Linked DNA regions of Sus scrofa: all the other regions are linked to region 2. Evidence: chromatin contacts called from public Hi-C and HiChIP or PLAC-seq data. All regions are on one chromosome and are shown on one strand. Each heading gives the region's core, a stretch centred on a gene start, on an enhancer-like site or on the middle of the called end of the contact. The rest is flanking DNA. Distances are from core to core; before and after follow the strand shown. Region 1 holds the start of PLEKHG2 (pleckstrin homology domain-containing family G member 2). Region 2 holds the start of SERTAD1 (SERTA domain-containing protein 1). Region 3 holds the start of HNRNPUL1 (heterogeneous nuclear ribonucleoprotein U-like protein 1).

The links. Hi-C and Micro-C count contacts between places; a contact is called where the count stands out from the background. HiChIP or PLAC-seq counts read pairs in DNA pulled down with a chosen protein or histone mark.
Region 1: a contact with region 2 is called in a Hi-C map of liver, with 3 times the contacts expected there. The contact joins the promoter of PLEKHG2 here to the promoter of SERTAD1 in region 2. A contact is called at or near these places in 1 of 5 promoter capture datasets (liver), 2 of 47 Hi-C or Micro-C datasets (blood and liver) and 1 of 2 datasets of contacts at active chromatin or transcription factors (alveolar macrophages).
Region 3: an H3K27ac HiChIP or PLAC-seq map of alveolar macrophages shows a contact between it and region 2. The contact joins the promoter of HNRNPUL1 here to the promoter of SERTAD1 in region 2. A contact is called at or near these places in 1 of 5 promoter capture datasets (liver) and 1 of 2 datasets of contacts at active chromatin or transcription factors (alveolar macrophages).

What each region holds. Positions count from the first base shown.
Region 1 is chr6:48,066,818-48,071,065 of Sscrofa11.1, forward strand. It overlaps PLEKHG2 (pleckstrin homology domain-containing family G member 2), which reads left to right and starts at 2,715. Exons shown (of 21, transcript XM_021094371.1): 1 at 2,715-3,564; 2 at 4,234-4,248. The coding sequence starts at 4,247. It overlaps TRNAI-UAU (a tRNA gene), which reads right to left and starts at 2,370; the gene lies at 2,278-2,370.
Region 2 is chr6:48,700,053-48,703,974 of Sscrofa11.1, forward strand. SERTAD1 (SERTA domain-containing protein 1) reads right to left here and starts at 2,396. Exons shown (of 2, transcript XM_003355914.3): 1 at 2,223-2,396; 2 at 1-257. The coding sequence starts at 257.
Region 3 is chr6:49,277,455-49,281,717 of Sscrofa11.1, forward strand. It overlaps HNRNPUL1 (heterogeneous nuclear ribonucleoprotein U-like protein 1), which reads left to right and starts at 2,842. Exons shown (of 17, transcript XM_021094416.1): 1 at 2,842-3,142. The coding sequence starts at 2,842. AXL (AXL receptor tyrosine kinase) reads left to right here. Exons shown (of 23, transcript NM_001128458.1): 23 at 1-463.

The DNA of each region.
Region 1 (4,248 bases), core at 1,465-3,964, 630 kb before region 2:
CCCTTGGGGTCCCAGAACGTTCAGAACTGGCTTTCCGCGCCCCTAGGACCTCGGAATTCCGGAATCTTGGCCGGTCGGGGTTCGGGCAGTTCGGGATTGCGGGACCTCGACGATTCTGAGCCGCGGAAGCTCGCGGCCTCACGTTCCAGGCGGGGTGGGGGTCGCGGTAGCGAGGCCAGGGTTTGTGGGTCGCGGCCGCGTCAGGGCGGGGCCCCGGGGGAGAGCGGCGTCCTCGGACCATACAAGGCAAAGGGCGGCGGGAACCACCCTGGGGCGGAGGAGCCCAGCGCCCCGCGCCCGGAAGCCGCCCCGCGTCAGTGCCTGCGGCCCGCCCCCCTTCCGCGGAGGCCTCCCTCCGCCTCGACCCCTTTCCTCTCCTTCCCCCTCTTCCCCCCGCGCCACTTCCCTCTCCTCCTCTCTCCCTACTGCACCCCTCCTCCTCTCTCTCAGTTCCTCCTCCCCAGGCCCTCCTCCCTTCCTCTCCCCTTCTTCCCCCCTACTCCAGCCCTTCCCCAGCGCCCTTCTCCCCTTCCCCTTTTAATGTCCTTCCCTTCCTGCCCCCATTCCGTCTTCTATCCCCCCGCTTCAATTTCCTTCCCATCCCCCCTTCCTCCGCCTTCTCCCATCCCCCCTTCTTCCCTCTCCGTGCTCTTCATCCTCGCAGTTCCACTTCCCTCCTCACCCTATTTCCCCACCCTATTCCCTCCTGCGAGTGTTCTCCTCCCCTCCCCTCCCCTCCTTGCCCTCTCACTCCTCTCTGGCCCTCTCCCCTTGCCCACTGGCGGGCCCTTGCCTTTGATCTCTAACCTCCCTTACAGGAAGACCCCGCCCAGTTTTGGGAAAAGGCTCAAGTCCCCCATACCTGGAGACGAGGATTGGGAAAGAGAGACAGAAACCCAGAGACACTGGAGAGCGAGAGCAAGGCACGCAGACACTGAAAGAACAAGAAGTAACACGGTCTGGTCCTTCCCTTTGCAAAAACAGATTTTCTGCCCCTTCCAAACCAACCAACCAACCCTCACCTGAGAAAATGGCACCTACCACCAGGTACCAGTGCCAAACACCTGGGAAGCAGTCCTCTTAACACTCTTCATTCTCAAACCCTCACCCCAAAGAGCTGTAACAATGTACCCTCCTGCCTCCTCTGGTCCCTTCCCTGATCCTATCCAACATCATCTCCCACCTGAACCCCTTCCTTGTCTCCTGGCTCTGGTCCCTGCCCTGACTTTTCAACACTCCCCCTCTAGACAGCCAGAGGAAACCTGTCATGACACTTGAGTCAAATGGAATAAAAGCCAACGTCCTAAGTCCTCACCGGCTTACCCAGTCTGGCTCTCATCTTTGGTCCCTTTTGCTAGCTTCTACCGATACGTCTGACACGCTTCAGCCACTGGGCCTTTGCACAGGCTGTTCCTCTGCCTGGACTACTCCCCAGGTGTCCCAATAGCTCACTCCCCTCCTTCAGGTCTCTGCCCAAATGTGTCCTTAGTGAGATGGTCCCTGACTGCTATTGTTGCAACCCGCATCCTTCCTATGTTGCTCTACTTTTTCCATTACGTTTGTTGTTTATAACCACTTAACATATAAAATGGACTTAGATCTTTATAGCAATCTGCCTCCCCCACTAGAAAGTCAAATACTGGGGCAGAGACTTTGACTTTGTCTTGTTCACTGCTCTTATCACTCACACCTAAACTCTAAACAGAGACCAGACATACAAGGGTCACAAATTTCAGAATTTGTTAAAGTAAAAATAATAAATCGATTCGAAATGAGGAGGGACAGAGAAAACTCCAAGATACACATATACAAAATAGTACCTATGTGAGGTAATTGATGTTAACGGTTCTGGTAATTATTTCATACTTTATACACTATCTCAGGTTGTTATTTTGTACACCTTGGACTAATACAATGATATGCGGCGATTATATCTCGACAAAACTGGAGGGAAGAAATTCAAGACAGAGACAGATGGAGGAGAGAGTGTCACATACAGAGTTTGCAGAGGACACAAAAGTCTGGCATGTGCAGAAGTCTTGAACTGAGATTTGCAGACCCAGGCATCTAAGAGGCGATGCCACCCCCTGGTGACGATGAAGAGAACGGCACCTCCCACAATACAAAACACTCCCTTAGCGACCATCGTCAGAGTCCCAGGAGTCTTTCCAGTTTGAAAATTGCAAAGATCGAAACGTTCATTCCTCTAAGTGATGTAGGTGTTCGGCTCGATCAATAAGACATATAAATCTCTAAAATACTGATATGAAGAAAAGTTGCTCCAGGTGAGGATCGAACTCACAACCTCGGCATTGCTCCGCTTGCACTGCTATATAAGTACCGCGCGCTAACCGATTGCGCCACTGGAGCTTCGGCCGCACCCTCGCGTCCCGGGGTCCTTCAGTCGTTCTTGACCACGTGACCTCACTGGCTAGCTCCGCCTCATCTTTGCATATACAAATAGGAACCTTTGGGTTGGCCAATAGGAGAAAGCGCGTTACCAGTTCCGGATTCTCACGCCTCAAAGGCTCTTGCTGTAAAAGGGAAAAGTCTGAAAGGCGTTTGGAATGTGGGGGTGTAGCCTGCCTGGGACTCGCCTTCTTATGAATATTCAGAGCCTGGGGAGGAAGGGTCTTAACCCTTAGCTGGCTGGCCAGCCGGAAGGCGGCCCCTCCCCCTGCGGGCGGGAACAGGATATGAGCCCGGGCGGCTGGGGGGAGGGGAGGCCTCGGGCGACCGCCCCCTGCCCCACAGCTGAGACCGGACTATCCAGCCCTAGATGTGGCGCCGCCACCGTCCGAGACCCGTGCCACCCATCCTGGAGCCTGAGGGGTCCAGAGTCGCAGACTCCAACAGCCCGAAACTCTGCACCGCATCCCGAGAGACCCCCGAAGCCCAGGCCCCACCCAGCGTCCAAGCTTGAGGACCCCAGACATCCAGGTGCCCAGCGCCCCCTCCTGGAGAAGCCAGGAGTCCCCTTCAGCCCCGCGCGACCCTGTAGGCCCAGCTTCCTGCACTCAGTTTCGAAGAACTTAGGATCCCAGACCGGAGTTTCCCTCTAGAGTTTCCCAGAAAGCTAAGTCCAAGACTCCCCGGGTTGGAGGAACTTGGGATACGGACTCCTAGTGTCCTACCCAGCCTGTTTAGAGCTGAAGCGCCCACTACTTCAAGGGAAAGGGACCCTGGAATTTGGGGTTCCCTGCACTCCTGCCTAGAGATGGTTTAATTCCTGCTCTTAGAGTTAGGGGAACTCAGGAATACGGACTCCCCCCCAACCCACGAACCCATCTAGAAGGCTCAGGAATTTGGGTTCCCAGCACTACAATTTGAGATTCAAGAGTCGAGGCTCCCAGCATCTTCTGCTTAGAGGACCAAAGAAATTCGGACCACTACACCCCATTTTCGGAGAGATCCCGGAGTTTGTTCTCGGAACCTGAGAGCACGAAGTTCACACCTCGGACTTGCTGAGACGCGGGAGCCCCGGTTCTGCTCCTCCTCGGAGACCGTGCGAGGGTCGAATAGCAACCGGGCTGCCTTGCTCTGGGGCTGGAGACTCCCCGGGAGGTGAGGGGGAAGGCGAGGGGCCCCGACGGGCTGGGGGAGGGGGCGGCGCCGCTGCCGCTGAACAATGAGGGGGCGTGCCGGCGGGGGGCGAGCGGAGGCGCCAGCGGGAGTTGGGGGCTAGAGGGGTGTAGGGAGGCGCTGCGGGGGAGCTGCGGCGGTGGAGACAGTGAGCGGATCGCGCAGGGACCGGCCAGAGGGGGTCGAGGACTCGGGGCCAACCGCCCCAACTCGCAGCCCGCCCCAACTCGCAGCCCTCGGCGGGGGAGGGAGCCGTCTGCAGGACCCTGGCATCCGGTTCCCCAGCCTGCTCCGCCCTCCCCTGGGACCCCGCGGCCTCCCGCCCACGGCTTTTTCCCAGCCCTGCCCCTCGCCCTCGGCTGAAGCCGGAGCCCTAACGTTCCCAGGATCCTTGAGCCCCTGGCCCCAGACACACCAGACTCATAGCTTGGGCGACTCGTTAGGTCTTCTTTGTCTCACCCTTTCCATCTTTTTCTCAGTGGTAGCTCTCCTTGTTCCCTCTTTTTGTCACTTTGTCTCTGTCTCCCCCACTAGCTTCTCCCAGGGCCCCCTCCCTGGTCTTAGCCCACACTCCTAATTCTCACCGCTCCTCCGAGGGGGGGCAGGGAGGCCTATGGGGTCCCGATAGGCAAGAAAGGGGTTTTTCTGCAGAAGCCGCTCAGCCAT
Region 2 (3,922 bases), core at 1,146-3,645:
GGTGCCATGGACGCCTGGATTCGCCGTAGCGTGTTCACAACCAGCACCAGGTGCCGCAGGTCCGGCTCACTCTGCCGCAGGCTGTGATGGAGCTTGAGCACCGAAAGGTCGAAGAGGGAACTGGAGGCCACCGACTGGGGTGCCTGTGCCACTGCTGGGTGGCCAGAATCCAGCCACCAGGCGTCAACTGCCAGGGCTTCCTTCTCCTCCTCCTCCTCCTCCTCCCGCTTTCGCTTCAGGCCCTTGCTCAGCATCATCTGCAAGGAAGGACAGTCAGTCAGTTATGGAAAGCCAACGTGAAGTTCTGACAACTGCTGTGTGATCTTGGGCAAATCACTTAACCTCTCTGACCTTAGCCTTTCTTAGGGAAACTTTAGAATATGAATGATATTTGTATCTATTTCCAAGAGGTTTTGTTTGTTTGGTTTTGGTCTTTTTAGGGCCACACCAGCATTATATGGGAGTTCCCAGGGTAGGTATTGAATTGGAGCTGTAGCTGCTGGCCACATCCACAGCAATGCGGGATCCGAGCCTCATTTGTGACCTACACCACAGGTCACAGCAACCCTGGATCCTTACCCACTGAGCGAGGCCCAGGAGGGAACCCTCATCCTCATGGATAAGAGTTGGGTTTGTTACCCCTGAGCCATGACAGAAACTCCCCTAGAGGTGTTTTAAGGAATAAGTGAGATACGAAAAGAACTTACAACAGTGAATACGTATACAATAACTCCCATAAATAATACTATTAATATAACTATTATTTATTTCTTCAGTGAAACATGTAAAATGTCCAATAGTCTAAACTTTCTTTTAACCTGCGAGGCAGCTGTTTCACGTGCTTTAATCTAATATTTATTGGGGTGCCTACTAATAGTATCAGACAACCAATACATAAACAAATACAGGAAGTGTTAGAAGGTGCTAGGAAGATACCAAAAGGATCTGAGCATAGTCAGGGAAGGCTCCCCCTCCGAGGTGACTTTGACAATCTTTGTTTGTTTGTTGGCTGGGCCTGTGGCATGTTGAGGTGACATTTGAAATGAGCCCTTAAGTATGAGAAGGAAGTAGCCATGGAAGAACCTGGGGGAAGGCATTCCGGGAATAAAGGACAACCGCAAAGGCAAAGAAAGTCTTAGAGGCTGGAACAGCTTGAACTGAAAAAAAACTCTGAGGTCAGTACACAGGGCGACATGGGGGCAGGGAGGGAGAAGAGCGAGTTGGAGAGGAGGCAGAGGCAAGGAGCTTGGAGTTTATTGTGAGTGTGGTGGGCAGTCACTGAAGAGTTCTGAGCAGGGAAGAGAGTCGCGTTGTGGACTGATTAGGTTTCCAGAAGATCCCCTAGGCTGCTTTGGGGAGCAGGGACAGGGAGGGAGGCTGGAAGAGTGTGGCACTGCGATCCATTGGAGGCTTGGGGTGGGCGATGATGGTGACTTGGGAGTAAAAGGCGGTAGTGGCCATGGAAGGAAGTTGGTCGATTCAGGATTTATTTGAGAGGCAGAATGGACAGAGCTTGCCGGACAATCCTGATAGGCACAGGGGTCACCGAGAGAAGTTTGAGAACCCACACTTTGCCCGGGGTGGTGCCCTGGCCCAACCTGATTTTTTAAATCGGGCAGCCTGCAGGGTACAGTGGGTACTGGGATCCTTGCCTAGCAGGACTTTAAGACGGACCGCTCACACTACTCAAAACTGGGTCCTCTCTTCCTTCCCAGCCGACCCGGGAGTCCGGAACCGCAGGAATTCAGCCCCCACCCCCGACTCCTCCCCCGTGTTCCGGCGCCCCCTAGCGGCCCCAGGACGGCTTTCTTCCGGGGACTCCGGCTCCTCAGACCCCCCCGGACCCTTTATGCTGCCGCGCGGGACGTGAACGTTCCTGCCAGCCGCCCGGGACCGTGCGAGCCGGAATACCCAGAGAGCTGTTCTGCTCTCTCGGCCTCCGCTCGCTTCCGGAAGGCAGTGGAGGCGACTCCTCCCGAAGCGGCGGCGGCGGGGGCGGGTGAGTCACACAGCCGGAGCCAGAGAGCCGGCGCCTCCGCCCCCTTCCCGGGCTGCGGCGTGATTCACCCGGCCCGGCCGGGGCGGACGGCCCTTAGAGGCCCGTGCGTCTCGATTCCAGACAGCCCTGGTTCGCACCTGCCGGACGCAGGGATCGAACCTGCCAAAGGACCCCGCGGCCAGTACCCCTTCTTTCCCCTGGTTTCTTCCCTTCATTTACATACCCAGCTCACAAACTGCCAATCAGGACGAAGAGGGAGCCACCCGCAGCCAATCAGGAAGCGGTGGCGGCAGCATTGCTCGCTCACTCTCCTCCAGCAACCGGAGCCTGGCTTGAGAGACGGAGTTCTGACTCCAGCGCACGACTTCAGGCTCTCCACTCCTCTTAGCTACCGCCCACTCCCCTGGAGGCCCCGCCCTCCACTCAGGGATTGGTCCTAGATGGCGATGGGCGGGGCCTATAGGGGGCAGGTTCGAAAGGAGGGGAAGTGGTCTTCAGGGCGCATGTCCGGGCAGCTTCGTGAAGGAACCGGGGAGAGAAGGTGGGGTGGCTCTTTGCCCTGTGGGACGGTAGAGGGTGGCGTTTGTGTCTCTCCTTGTGCTGCCCCCTCACACCTACCCCCGGCCCCGCCAATTCCAGCAGTTGAACTTCTTACTCACCCAGCCCCAACAGGGGTCTACACTCTAAGCCAGATAGACCCGGGGTTCAAATTCTCACTCGATGCGAGAACTTGGAAAGACGCTTGACATCTCTGAGTCTGTTAAATGGGAGATCTTCTTGCCTAGCTCTTGAGAGTTAGTAAAATTAAAATAAGGTCGTCTCTGTAAAAGCACTATATCAGACGCTACAGATGCTGGGCAGGTGTACTCAATTGTGGTTACAGGAACTAGGAAGGGAGGGGTGGGATGTCCCTGGAGCCCCTTCTTGGGCTCCCTTCCCTAAGTAGCTGTGTGACTTTGCACAAATGTTTTAGTTTCTTAGGAGCATCTCCGTTTCCCCACCTCTAAAATCAGACAAATAGCATCTGGCTCAGAGGGTTGTTTTTTTTTTTTTTTTTTTTTTTTTTGTCTTTTGTTGTTGTTGTTGCTATTTCTTGGGCATATGGAGGTTCCCAGGCTAGGGGTCGAATCGGAGCTGTAGCCACTGGCCTACGCCAGAGCCACAGCAACGCAGGATCCGAGCCGCGTCTGCAACCTACACCACAGCTCACGGCAACGCTGGATCGTTAACCCACTGAGCAAGGGCAGGGATCGAACCCGCAACCTCATGGTTCCTAGTCGGATTCGTTAACCACTGCGCCACGACGGGAACTCCAGAGGGTTGTTTTAAGGATTAAAAAACAATTGGTGCAAAACGTTGGAAGTGGTGTGTGACAACGTGTCCTTTCGTAGTAATGGCTGTTGTGGTAATAGCACAGTTCAAGGGGAGACACGCCGGATGGGATGAAGGTAGACAGCAGTTTTATACTTGTTGGCTAAACTGACAATGGGTCTTACCTTCTTCAGTAGCTCGTTTGCTAACTCTTCAGGCCCTATGGGAAGAACTGTTTGTGAATAAAGCCCTTGACCAAAGTAAGCCATCAAAAATGCTAACTAGACTGGTTGATTCAGACAGCGATTATCAATGGATGCTCAATCTCAAGTGTCTAGATCCAACTCCAATTTCTAGGGAACAGAGAGTGAAAAATTAAACACGAAGGCAATCAGGCAAATACACAATGTAGGCTGCCTACAGCACCACAGGGTTATCCTATCAGAAATTCAACTTCAAGAAAACACAAGAAGGGATTGGGGGAGGTAGATATTTCAGAATACCAGAGACTATATAATTTCTTTATTAAAACCAAATAGGCATCTGAATCTGCATTCAATCATGATTGGGGGCTGGGGTGGGCAGAAACTCCTATGAGAGATATTCTTGAGA
Region 3 (4,263 bases), core at 1,592-4,091, 580 kb after region 2:
CTGTGGTATAAGGCTCTACAGTTGGTGGTGACTATCCAGAGGCCTAAGTTTTAATCATTTCTAACTTTGGACACCTTCAAGTTCTGTGCTGCATCCTGTCTTTCTAGGACTTTAGTTAAGGGTCCAAGAAGTCACAGTTCTAAATCTTAAGGTTCTAGGCACTAGAGTTCTAAGATTCACATGTGGTAAGTTTCTTAAGGTCTACAGGTCTAGAATTCCAAGGTAACCTTACAGAATTAGCCTGTGTGACCCTTCCCTTCTTAGCCACCTCTGTTTCCTCTTGTGGGGGCATGCCCCCTCAAACCTGTGCAATGCATTAGGGTTGCCTCTTTTCCTCAGAGGACAATCTCCCTCCTTTTGGGCCATGCTGCCCCCCCTGAGCCAGTCCCTCATGCCCCCTGAACAGAGTATGGACTCTGGCACCTCCGGAGGGGCTCAGATCACATAAAATTTTGTAACCGTGCTTCTGCCTCCTCTTGTCTCCACTCAGCCCCTCTCCCTGTCATCTCAGTTTCCCTATCAGTAAAAAGGAGGGTTGGTGGGGTCTTGGAGTTCTCCCTTCATTAAAGAGAAAAGAACATATATACATAGACAGAAGGACAAGCAAGAAAAACAGACTCTCTGAAACCCCTAGTGAGTAAGAGACATATAGATAAGCACAGGAGCACAGGGACCCTCCCCCACCCCAAAGTAACAGCCACGTGAATTAATGGATATACCCAAGTACACCTGGTCACAAATACTGAGACACAAATTCAGACACAGAGTTACACAAAATTACACAAATACAGACATACTTACAAACATGCACAGGCAGGTAATCACCAGGAATAGGAAGAAACTAGAATAACACAGATAAAAACACTATAAAGTGACACAAATATTCAGACATATAGCGTATGTACAGGGAACTCACAGATCCAAGCGTTCAGATTCACTTACAAACACAGGCACAGAGCGCCTCCGAAAATCTCGGGCCCACATAGGGACTCCTGCCAAGACAAGCCCACTATGTTTTGCACGCATCGCGGGTACACACCATCCTGGGTGTGTCCGGCAGCGGATGGAGGAACCCTTGGCAGCGCCCGGACGCCCCCGGGTGGTGACTCCTGAAAATCGAGAACAGTTCAATCCGGGCCATAAACTTTTCGAACAAATCATTGTGGGAAGCTGGGAGGAGAGAGGAAGTCGGACGTGGGCGAGGGGCGGGGTGTCTGGACTGGAACCTACGGGCCCACGTGAGTGTCTGTGCCGCTTCTGAGTGGGTGCTGTGTGTCTAGGTTGCTGTGGTGTAAGCCTGTAGTGTAACTGTCCCTTGTCTTTATGTTTTGATGCCTCCAGCTTGTGCCGACCTTAATAGGTACATCTACACTGCAGTTTGGTGTATTATCCCCAGAATTGATGCATCTGATCCTACACACACCATTTGTTTATCTGTATTGTGTGTGCGCCTTTGTCTACGTAGAGGGTGTGTGTGGCTTTTGTAGGCTTTAGGTATAGCCCAGTGAGCAGCGGGCATTTGCATTGTGCATATTGATAATGTACCTTACAGAAGGCTTGTTTTTTTGAGTTAGAGGCGACAGGTGGTGCAGGGTTAAACATAATGAAACTACGGCGTTTAGTAGCGCGAGGCTTAATCTGTGTATTGAGCTTGTCAATACAGACGCCAAACTAGCAAATCAGCATAGATGATTTGGGGTAGAGACCCCTGAGCTTTTGGAAGCCCTTCCGCATGGAAAGGGAATGACCGCGTACAGAGCGCCCATTCCACGTAAGATAGCAACCGGAGAGAAAGACGTCAGCGCAGCTATGATAATGGAAAGAGGGGCCCCGTGAGATGATCTATCAAAGGGGAGAGAGTGAGATTTCTTTCACAACTTTTTCCCCGTTGTTTGTCTCTGCTTTCAAACCTTCAGGACTCTCTGAAGCCAAAGAGCTGCTTTTCATAAAAGCAACTGAGTTTCTTCCAGACTAAGAACAATTTGTGTACCTAAATCTCTGTTTAGTATACTTCCCTCTACGGCGAAGTTTGTAAGGCGGTCCGTAACCAGAATAGCCAATCTGGCTAGGTTTTCCTAAAACGGTGCAACTGTACTAGCTTTACCGAGATAAGACAGGAACTACGATTGGTGGACAGATTGTTTTGAAACCGCCCTAACGGCAAGGGGAAGGTCCTTCGTGAATTCATCTCTTTCCGGTTTCCTAAAGGCAATCTTGAAAGGGGGCGGGGAGGAGTGGTTTGCGGACCCTCCATTTGATTGGTCCTAGTGGTTTTACCCGCTTGGACGCCTCCAGGGGCGGGAGATTTAGACCAATCAAGATATGTGTTACAGAGACACTAGTTTGATGAAAGGACCGCGCAGGAAAGGCCGTGGGGACCTCATTCTGAGATCTCACTGCTGATGGGTCCAGGTCTTTACTCCCTTTCCCTCATTTGACCCTACTGGAGCGGGCGCGCGAACGCTACCCAATCACCGCGCGCTCCGCCTCTCACCTTTTCCCGCCCTCCCGCTCCGGCTTCGGCATCGACGTAGGCCAACGCTTCCTCCCCGGTAGCTCCCAAGCCCTTTCAGTGCCGTTCTTTTGAAAGACACGCTCTGATTGGTCGAGTCTCTGGGCCCGCGCCCGTTGCTCCCATGCGGTGGCCAATTGGCACCCGTGTTGCATCGCACGGGGCCACGGAGGAGGGGGAGGTGGCGGCGGCGGCCATTTTGAGCCGCCGCCGCCATTGGAGTGGGGGCCCCCCCCTTTCCCCCTTCGCCTCCTGACAGGAAAGGTTTAAGGGGGACAGAGCCCTGGGAGGCCGGGCCGGGCTCGGGGGCCGCCCCGGGGGCCCGGGCCATGGATGTGCGCCGTCTGAAGGTGAACGAACTTCGCGAGGAACTGCAGCGCCGCGGCCTGGACACTCGTGGCCTCAAGGCCGAGCTTGCTGAGCGGCTGCAGGCGGCGCTGGAGGCCGAGGAGCCCGACGACGAGCGGGAGCTCGAGGCCGACGACGAACCGGGGCGACCTGGGCACAACAGCGAGGAGGTCGAGACCGAGGGGGGCTCCGAGCTGGAGGGGACCGCGCAGCCACCGCCGCCCGGGCTGCAGCTGCAGCCGCACCCGGAGCCCGGCGGCTACTCGGGGCCGGACGGACATTGTGAGAGTGCGCGGGGCGGGGGCCGGGGAGCCCGGAGTCCGGGCCGAGGAAGGGCTGTGGGACGCGGGAGTCCGGCGCCTGAGGTCGGGGAGACGATCTAAGGATCGGGGGATGCCTCTGCCCGTCGCTGAAAAGGATTTGGGGACAAGGCCCGCGGGACGACCGGAGGGCGAATCCTGGCATTCGGTGCAGGGGAGATCCTGGAATGGGGGGCGGGGGTCCTCGGTTTCGGAGATGAGGAAGGTCGGCGGGGGGGGGGGTTGTAAAGGGTTCCGCAGCCTAGGACTCGGAAACCGGAAGCTGTGGTTTCTGGACCCGAAGACAATCGGAAGAACAAGAGGTTTTCTATTTGGGGGGCTGAGGAGAGTCTTGGAAATGATGATCTTAGAGCTTGGGAGCTGTGCGAGCCCAGGCTATGAGCTAGGCGTTGAGAGCTTTGTTTTCTGGGCTGGAGAGTTTTGAGGATGGAGGATCCTGGAGTTTGCTCCTGAATGGGGGGCACAGGGACTTCTTATATTTGGTATTAGTGTGGGTTGTATGTAAGATGGGTGCTGGCGTCTGGCCGGGGAAGGTCCAATAGACTGTATGTTCTGGTGTTTGGCCTGGGAGCATTTAGGGGATGTGGGAGACCACCATGCGATTGTACTGTGAGGGACTCAGATGCAGGACTAGAAGGCCAACCCGTAGGCAGGGACAACCTGGGCATTTGGTTCTGGCAATTTGGGGACTTTCTGATTGACTTCCAGAGGCGGTATATGGAACCTTGGTGTACAGAGGCTGGTGGCAGAGAGAAGGATGCCTCCCTGGGTGAGGAACCAGGAGGTCTAGAGCTGGAAAGGCTCTGAGGACAGATAATGCAGTGGCTACTGCTGAATGGTTTTAGATTAACAGTATCTGTCGTTTGGAGAACAAGTGTAGCTGGGGGTGGGGTGCAGAAGATAACAAATTGGTGAAGTTTTGAAGTGGATGGAGTATCTGGGGGATAGAGAACCTTGTGTCCAGCAAGGAGTATGTAGCTGGTCCAGTAACTACTACAGGGGAGGGGAGAGTGTGTAGGATATGGAGGGTGAAAGGAAACCTGTTGACTTGGCTGCCAGCCTCGGGGTGGAGTGGGGGAAGTG